Linked DNA regions of Sus scrofa: region 1 is linked to region 2. Evidence: chromatin contacts called from public Hi-C data. All regions are on one chromosome and are shown on one strand. The core of a region is the stretch at or near the end of the contact, and the rest is flanking DNA. Distances in the headings are between cores, read along the strand shown. Region 1 has its middle 270 kb from the start of TMEM232. Region 2 holds the start of MAN2A1 (alpha-mannosidase 2).

Region 1 (4,524 bases), core at 182-2,681, 580 kb before region 2:
AAACACTGCAAAATTTAAAGACATTAGACATTATCTGTTAGATTACAGTGAGCAAATCTTATAGTGGGCTTTTCTTGTGTTTTTGGCAACCATTTCTTTTTCTTTTGGTCATATGCATGTGGATTTACTTTTGAAAGTTACCTTTACTCCACTGTTTTGGTGTAATTGTCAATCAGGGTACACTGACCTCCTCTAGAGATAAGTGTCATTCACTTTAGGCCATCTGAACATCTCAACTTTGAATCTTGAGTTAATGGACAGAAGCATAAAAATCACAACCTTGTTACTTGTCATCCACAGCATGTTGATAAAACTATTACTCACTCCTGCCATCCAGCACCCCTGAGCTGTACCTGTTCCCACTCTGCCAGACGTGGTTCCCTTCAGTCCTTTTAATAATTATGGTACCATCTCACACCCTTCTGATAAATTCCCTTCTAGTTAAATTACTCAGGCTTTGTCTATATTGTTTGCAACTAAAGAAAACCAATTTATGCATGTGCATCAAGTTAGTGAGATGGTAGATGATTTTAAGAGTAATTAGCTCCATAATATGCCTCTGCTTCCCTAGTAGTACAAACATTATTGTATTATTTAGATTCAAGTTCTGAAAGAGCTGTTTAAGTGGAAGTTGATACTTTGTGACACTGCAACAAGAGGTAAAAGATGTAGTTACGAAGCAACCTCAAGCAACACCTGTAATCTTCTGTATATGGAGAAAGTGATGGATTAATGAGGCAGGTCTGGTGTTCCTAAATCCTGAAGGATTTAAAACTGGGATTACAAACTGAAATGTTGTTAGTGAATGAGCACTGATGCAAATGAGTGAGTCATCCAATATATGCTTACTTCCGTGAAGAAATAATGCCCATTTCTCTTCAGCTTTTCCTGTCTGTCTTTTCAGTTTCTACCTTGGATAGAGACATGTGCAGAGACATATTGCTGGACTCTAAGGAAAACACCAGTGACAGTTTAGTGATGAATGGCAACTGAAACTCACCCACTTTTCTAGGGAAACAATGGGATCATAAAGACTCAAGAAACTGGAGAATATATGCCCTTTACATGAAGCAACATTCCTGATTTTTTTTTTTTTAAAGTGGTGAGAATTATTACTTTTCTTAAATGTACAATAATCTGTTTTTATATTTTGGCAACTAATCTAATTTAAAAACTAAAACAAAAACAAAAACAAAAAAACAGTGCGTCAGGCCAGGAAAACAAGTAAGCATTCTGTTCCCAAACAATACTAGAAGCTGGGTTGTGATAATGAGTCTGGATTGGAGGCATGTAAAACATTTACTGACCACAACACTTAAGCAAACAAAATATTTTTACAAAGTAAAATCATAAGCTAGAACAAGCCAAGCCAGTCATGGAATAAATCTCTGGGGGTAGCCTGGTGGAGCCTCCAGGGCCCAGCAAGTGATGAACAGTATGCAGAGAGAGGAACACTCTTCTAGTGCTGGCAGCTCTGGAGGGCATTTTGATGCACTTTGCTAGGCCAAATAAGTGAATCATGTCTGCGTCAGGAAGTGGTTTGATTACCTCATTATGTATACATTACAAATAATTTTTTTTTCTTTATAGGGCCACACCTGCAGCATATGGAGGTTCCCAGGCTTGGGGTCAAATTGGAGCTTACACCACAGCCACAGCAATGCTGGATTTGAGCCACATCTGTAACTTACACCACAGCTCACGGCAGTGCCAGATCCCAGGCCTTGCTCAGTGGGTTAAGGATCTGGCACTGTCGTGAGCTGTGGTGTATGTTGCAGATGTGGCTTGGATCTGGCATTGCTGTAGCTCTGGCATAGGACAGCAGCAACAGCTCTGATTAGACCCCCAGCCTGGGAACCTCCATATGCCACCAGTGTAGCCCTAAAAGAAGACAAAAGACAAAAAAATAAAAATAAAAACATACTAGTCAGGTTCGTTAACCACTGAGACACGACGGGAACTCCAGAAATCAAAAATTTTAAAGTAAATATTGATATTCCAAATTTATGAACTTATTCCTCCCAGGGCTTGGAGTGCTTGAAGCTAAAAGAAAAGAATGCTGTATCCATGTCAAGTTGTATTTAGACTACTGCATTTTACAACATGGGTTACCTGGAAAAATGAACCATTGTTTTGCCACTGAGCATCTTCAAAGAAGAGAATAAGATTGACATCACTGTTCACATCCATTAGTCAAACTACAGTTGCTTTGGACAGGTAGTTTCCAGAATGCATCAGTCTCATTTACACCCAACAGAAGGAACATACAGTGTGCCTTTTTTTTTTTTTTTTTTTTTTGCTGTGACATGAGGATCCCAGATACTAAGGCAGAAAGTGGTTTTTGACACAAAATGCTTTTAGGAAAAAGACTGGAAGTAGGAGGTGAAATGAAGAGTAAATTTTCTGTATGCTAATGATTATAGAGAAAAAAGGAACAATCCAATTGTACTTAGGGGCTAGACCAAAATAATTGAGCAAACAAAATAATACAGCAGGAAATCAACGGATCTGATAAACAGTGAAACAGTGATTTTCCCCAAAGAAATGCCACATAGCTCTAAGTGTGTCTAAGAATGTAGAAGATTTTTCTAATTCTTGGAAGTTTTTGTTCTAATAAATGCCACTATACTATTTACCAATTTTAAGTTGTTCATTTCTTGTACCCCAGGCATTCTGCATGCCTAGATTTAAAATAAACCTAATTAATTTGGATTCTGGAATATATACAACCTGAAAGTACAAGAATTTGCTAACTTGGCTTTTCCTGCCCATTGATGTACTGGGCAGGATGTGTGTTTTATCTGTTTTTCATGATTAACTCTATGTTCCCAGGCTTCTATTACCTAGGTGAAATACACCAGCTCCAGGAGAGTAAATATGATTATTAATACAGAAAAATAATACATTATTTATGTGAGCATATTATGATAATGTGGTAGGTAATATGTTCAATATCTCATTTAAATTTTAATTCTCATGTTGAAATGTCAGTTGAATCATGACATGTCACTTCTGCTCTTATATATAGGAAAACTAGCTTAAGAAGTTAAAATATTGGCTCAATATTGCACATTTTATAGGTAGAACAGCCAGAATTTGATATTAAATCTGCCTAATACCAAATTATGCATTTTCCACTCATCTATGCTGTCTTGAGGCAGAATGAGTGAGAGTTGACAGATAAGAGGGAAACTGTTCTAAATATGATAGTCAACATTTAAATATCTCATCAAAAAAATAAAGTATCTAGGAATACCTGCCCACGTAAGGAGGCAAAAGACCTGTACTCCAAAACTTATAAGATGCTGATGAAAGAAACTGAAGACACAAACAGATAGAAGGATATACCTTGTACTTGGATTGGAAGAACAAATATTGTTAAAATGACTATATGACACAAGGTAATCTACAGTCCCTATCAAATTGTCTGTGACATCTTTCACAGAACTAGAACATAATTTTTTAAAAATTTATGTATATGGAAACATAAAAGACCCTGAAGAGTCAAAGAAATCTTGAGAAAGAAAAACAGAGCTGGAGGAATCAGGATCCCTGACTTCAGACTATACTACAAAGCTACAGTCATAAAACCATTATGGTACTGGCACAAAAACAGACATATAGATCAGTGGAATAGGAGAGAAAGCCCAGAAATACACCCATACACTAATGGCCAATTAATCCTGACAAAGGAGGCAAGAATACACAATGGAGAAAAAAATTCTCTTCAATAAGTGGTGCTGGGAAAACTGGACAGCTATACATAAAAGATGGAATTAGAACATCTTCTTACAGGAGTTCCTGTCGTGGCTCAGTGGTTAATGAAGCCGACTAGGAACCAAGATGTTGAGGGTTCCATCCCTAGCCTTGCTCAGTGGGATGGGGATCCAGTGTTGCTGTGAGCTGTGGTGTGGGTTGCAGACATGGCTCAGATCTGGCATTGCTGTGGCTCTGGCATAGGCCAATAGCTACAGCTCCGACTGGACCCCTAGCCTGGGAACCTCCATATGCCGTGGGTGCAGCCCTAGAAAAGACAAAAAAAAAAAAAAAAAAAGAAATATTCTTACACCATACACAAAAATAAACTCGAAATGGATTAAAGACCTAAATGTAAGACCAGAAACCATAAAACTCCTAGAGGACAACATAGGCAGGACAATTTTTTTTTTTTTTTAATGACTGCACCCATGGCATATGGAAGTTCCTGGGCCAGCAGGGACTGAATCCAGGCTGCAACTATGTTAACACCAGATCCTTTAACCCACTGTGCCAGGCTGGGATTGAACCTGTGCCTCTGAAGCAACCAGAGCTGCTACAATCAGATTCTTAACCCACTGCTTCACAGCAGGAACTTCAGGGAGGACATTTTTTGATATGAACTGCAGGAACGTTTTTGAGGGATTCATCTCTTAGAGCAATGGAAACAAAGGCAAAAATAAACAAATGGGACCTAATCAAACTTAAAAGCTTTTGTAAAACAAAGGAAACCATGAACAAAACGACAACCTATAGAATGTGAGAAAA
Region 2 (4,519 bases), core at 317-2,816:
CTGCGCCTGCAAGGGAGCGCCTCACGCCGCGCGAGTTCACCGGCCAGCAGGTGACCACCCCAACAGGCCTGGGTACGAGCACAGGAACACGGCCATTTCCTATGAGCACGATCCGGCCACCGCATGCTGCCTAGTACTTTGTTAACTCCGCGCGCCCGGGAGGGGGTGGCTCCGGGATCGCGGTCACCGCCGTCCGAATGCTGCGGAGCGGGGGTTGGAGAAGGATTCATGCCTCCTCCAGTTCGGCCTCGCCTAGCCGGGGCGCGGAGCCCCGGCGGGAGAGAGAGGTCTCGTAGCAGTGGGTAACTACGGGCCCCCATGCCTACTCTCTCGGAGCCCCGCGCCCTCGCTCCCGGTGCTTACCTGGGGAAAGGAGCCCTCGCGGCGCGGGCTCTTGGGGTAGTCTAAGTGACCCCGGTCCAGCATCAGGTAGAGCGAAAAGATGACCACACAGAAGATTGCGCTGCCAAACACGGTGAACTGGCGGCTCAACTTCATTTTTCCTCGATAGACTCAAGGCCAGGGCACTGTCCTCACTAGGAGGAGGAGGAGGCAGACACCGTGGACTCCTGGAAGCGGCCGCCGGAGGCTCTCTGCTCCCAGGCTCGTTGTCCCCGCGCTCTAGGCTGTGGATGCGGGTCCCAGACGCGGTCCGCACCTTATCTCCGGCGCCACCACGCGCCCTTGGCCTTCGCCCCGGCCTGCCGCCCTCCCGGGGGCCGGGCGTTGCTCCCGAGGCGGGACCTGCCTGCAGCCCGGAAGGGGCCCGCTAAAACTTAATCTCGACCTCAGCGCCGGCACCCGGCAGGGCGCGCAGGGCAGGCAGAGAAAAGGTCGCTGTCTGGACTTCCTGCCACCGTCGCCCCGACCAAGTCGGCAGGAAAAGTTTTCTCGATTAGGGCAGGTGTGTCCTCTTCACCCAGGAGGTGCAGGCTTGGAGGCTCTGGGGTCGGTGGCGCGGAGCTGGGTCCAAGGAACCGTGGGGAAGGAAATCAGGTCGGGAAGAGCCGGGCCGCACAACTTAGCGCCGGGACAGCCGGGCCCGCCCCCGCGGTACAGCCCCCGCCTCCCGGGACTGAGCCCCTTCCTGCTGCCGCCGCCGCCGCCGCCGCCGCCGCTGAGACCAGGCCGGCGTGCACCCCGGGAGCGGGGACTCACGGGTCGGGCAAGAGTTTCCTCCAAGCGCGCGTCCACCAGCCGGCTCCTCCCGCCCCCCGCCGACCCTTCTTCTCCCTTCTCGGACCCGGGCTGCGCCGGGAGGGCGCAGGGGGCGGGCGGCGGCGGCGCGCGGAGGAGGAAAAGGAGAGCAACGGGAGGACCGTCCCCGGAGAGAAGCCCGCTCCAGCTGCAGCCGCGAGTCCCCTCCCTCCCTCCCGCTCCGCAAACGCGTAGATGGCGGCGGCAGCTGCGAAAGGAAACGCCGGTTCTCCAGCGCCACTCGGTGCTCCTGCACCGCCCGCCACAAGCAGGAGACAGCGGCGGTGCAGTGGCCGCTGGGTCAGTAGGCGCCCGCAGCCCGGGAGCTGAGCAGGCAGCGGGCCCCGCCCCCTCCCGACGCGCCGGGATGAGGGGGCGGGCTCCCTGGCGCCCAATCACAACGCGCCGCCCGCCGGCCCGCCCGGCGACGGCCTCCCGGAGCCCCTGCGATGGGAAGACCTCAGACGGCTTTTGTGACCTGGGAGGGAGTGTAGCCGGAGTTGCGGCCCTGAGAGGCGGTGAGGCTGTGCAGTCCGGGTTCTGCTGAGCTTTCTCCCCACTTCCTTTTCGCTGCCCAGTTTTCCTGTCCTTGATGTCCCGGGCCTGGCGTGTCTTGGACGGAAACTCGGTGAGGAGAAAGAGAACGGGGCTGCGAATTCTGTTCAGACTAATCTTTTACTCCATTGCTGTTGGCAACTTCTGGTGAAACCTGAGGGAAAGGAGCCTGCAGAAGGACCCTCCAGAAAGGTGTAGAAATCTGGCTACAAAATCTGTGAGGGGAGCTTGAGAAGTGATGCTTGTGCCGGTTATTGATTTATTTCCTCAATTCCAAATTCACCCTTTTTCACTGTACTGTGAAAATGGATCTGGGCCTTTGAAAATAAGTTTTCCTTTGCCAGCAGGGGCTGGATCTTTGATAGGAGAGGATACTGAAGAGACATTACGGGAAGAAGGGTGTTTTCCTACGTGGTGTTGGTAGGCAGGCTCTTGCAGCAGCAAATCTGGCTTTTTTCCAGTGCCAAGCTCCTATAGTGCTCAGGGACCAGCGATTTCCTTCCATGTCCCCAGCTCTAGTGATTTTTATGGTAAAGGCCCTGGAGAGAGACACTACCTCAATGAATAGCTTTCTGGCACCTTAGAGGCAAAATGTGTAGCAAGTTCCAGGCAGTCAATTTTCAACAAGTTCTGCAGGTGTGGCACCACAGTGACTTCTCTGCTATTCAGTGAGCCAGGCTGTGCCCTCTCCAGGACTGTCTGTATCTTTGCCGTGGGAAGGTTTGGGGAAGCTCCTTGAGAAGGCTATCTCCCAGCCTAATGGTTATTATAAAATTAGCTCCTTATACCTGCTATTTCTGTATTCTCGAGGGGTCTCTTCTCACTAGTGAATCTCATTACTCCAAAACCCTGTTTTATCTTTTTATTAAGTTTACCTGTAGTCCCAAGAGATAGACTTAAAAAGACACAATTAGGAGTTTGCTTTGATTGGGTCTTTGGGTTTGAGTTTAGTACTGAATTCCTTGCCGAAGGGATATAAGACACTGGTGATTCATGCTGTAGGAGGCATCCCAGTTAACCTGTAGCTGATTGTGATGAAGTACCAAGTGCCTTAAAGCACCAAATGGCAGCTACAGTGGCCTCTTAAGGCTGTAAGGTGACTATAAAGACTATGGTGTGAGAGTGGTTCTTTTGAGTTCCTTTGAATGCTTACAAAGAGAAATGATAAGCACATTTTAAAGGAACCATTTTAAAGGACGCTCTTATTGACTGGCAATGAAGTGATATTGCTGAAAATCAAACACAAAATTACCGAATTACAACTACTGTTGAATTGACAGGTATGCTAAGTTTCTCCTGTAAAAGCTAGGGACTTGTTAAATGATAGAATCCCCAAACTTGGGATGGATTAAACCCAGGTGAAACTGACAATCTAGAACCCCCCAATTCAATCTGAGCCTCTCTTACTAGTGGAAGTAGCTTGCCCTCTAGTTTCTGAGGTAGGCTTCCTCTGCTTGAAAACTCACCTGGGGCAGATGCCTTAAGAGGAAATTTGCATTCTCCTTAAATTCCGGATAGGAGTTCCTATCATAGCACAGCAGAAACAAATCCGACTAGGAAACACGAGGTTGCAGGTTCGATCCCTGGCCTCGCTCAGTGGGTTAAGGATCTGGTGTTGCCGTGAACTGTGGTGTAGGTAACAGACAGGGCTCGGATCTGGCTTTGCTGTGGCTGTGGCGTAGGCCAGAAGCTGTAGCTCGGATTCGACCCATAGCCTGGGAACCTCCATGTGCTGTGGGTTCGGCCCTAAAAGGCAAAAAAAAAAAAAAAAAAAAAAAAAATCCATGGTAATCAACCTGGACTACCAGTATACCCACAACGAGAACCAAATTCCAGCATGCTCCTGGTGTATAGGTACACCCTATGATGGAGGAAGATGTAATTACACACTAAAATAATTTCAAGACTTTGCTAACATAAAGGCAGAAACCTGGCAAATGTGTAGGTGTGGATTCTAAACCTGTTAGACCATGGTGGATAGAATATACTACTACAGTGAGCCAAATTTATTGTTATGGTGTTAATTATATGTTAGCTCATGCAGCTAGAGGTGGTTCTAATAGCTTACTTGATTGATGGAAACTTGGACTAATTGATTGCCAAGAGTTTATGAGGTTGAAATGCCAGAGCTTCCCTGACATAATATGGAACAGGAAATCAAAAAGCCTAGGGAAATATTCTGTTGGAATTATATGTAATATGCATACCCTTCCCCCAAATGTGTTCCATGCAAAGACACTCCCTGCACTAAAGAATTGAGAAATACATTAGTGAGAAGACAGGCATCTTCGAAAATCTCTGTGGAGATTCACCTCTGTAGGCCATGTATGACAATAAAGGATACCACTATTGAGGTAGACTCACTGATATCAGTAGGGATAACAGGATCCCAGAGTAGCAGAAGCCAAGCAACACTTAACCGCCAAAGATAATGTAGTCCATCTGCCTTATTAAAGGGCAACAGGTGTGTACAGGCAATCATACTGCGTTGGCCCACAAAGATGTCCTGTGGGCAAAATATATAGGCAACCTCATGGAGTACTGCTTGATATTTATTAAAAGTAAAAGTTCTAAATCAGGTAGCTAAAATCTGACCTGAGTCACCACAATGGACTCTCACTTAGTTTTTAGACTTATATCAGTTCACAGACCCGGAACTCGTTGATTGAAGTTCATGTACGTTTTAGAAATGATCTTGCACCATTGCTATAACACATGTTACAAATGTTCCCTCAAGCCTGTCCCAAAGAAATGTGATGCCATCTGC

Evidence for each region. Hi-C and Micro-C count contacts between places; a contact is called where the count stands out from the background.
Region 1: a contact with region 2 is called in a Hi-C map of embryonic fibroblasts, with 2.4 times the contacts expected there. The contact joins the enhancer-like site here to the promoter of MAN2A1 in region 2. A contact is called at or near these places in 4 of 5 promoter capture datasets (fetal liver, fetal skeletal muscle, liver and 1 more), 4 of 47 Hi-C or Micro-C datasets (embryonic fibroblasts, fetal heart ventricle, mesenchymal stem cells and 1 more) and 1 of 2 datasets of contacts at active chromatin or transcription factors (skeletal muscle).

The regions. Positions count from the first base shown.
Region 1 is chr2:115,254,753-115,259,276 of Sscrofa11.1, reverse strand. No RefSeq gene overlaps it. Among named protein-coding and RNA genes, the nearest start is that of TMEM232, 270 kb to the left of the region's middle. Within about 2 kb of position 1,431, at least 3 of the 83 cell types and tissues checked have an H3K27ac peak or open chromatin away from gene starts, as enhancers often do. A contact at or near this core is called in embryonic fibroblasts, where this site is marked.
Region 2 is chr2:114,672,833-114,677,351 of Sscrofa11.1, reverse strand. MAN2A1 (alpha-mannosidase 2) reads right to left here and starts at 1,566. Exons shown (of 22, transcript XM_003123823.6): 1 at 364-1,566. The coding sequence starts at 498. It overlaps PJA2 (E3 ubiquitin-protein ligase Praja-2), which reads left to right and starts at 1,591. Exons shown (of 12, transcript XM_021085401.1): 1 at 1,591-1,825.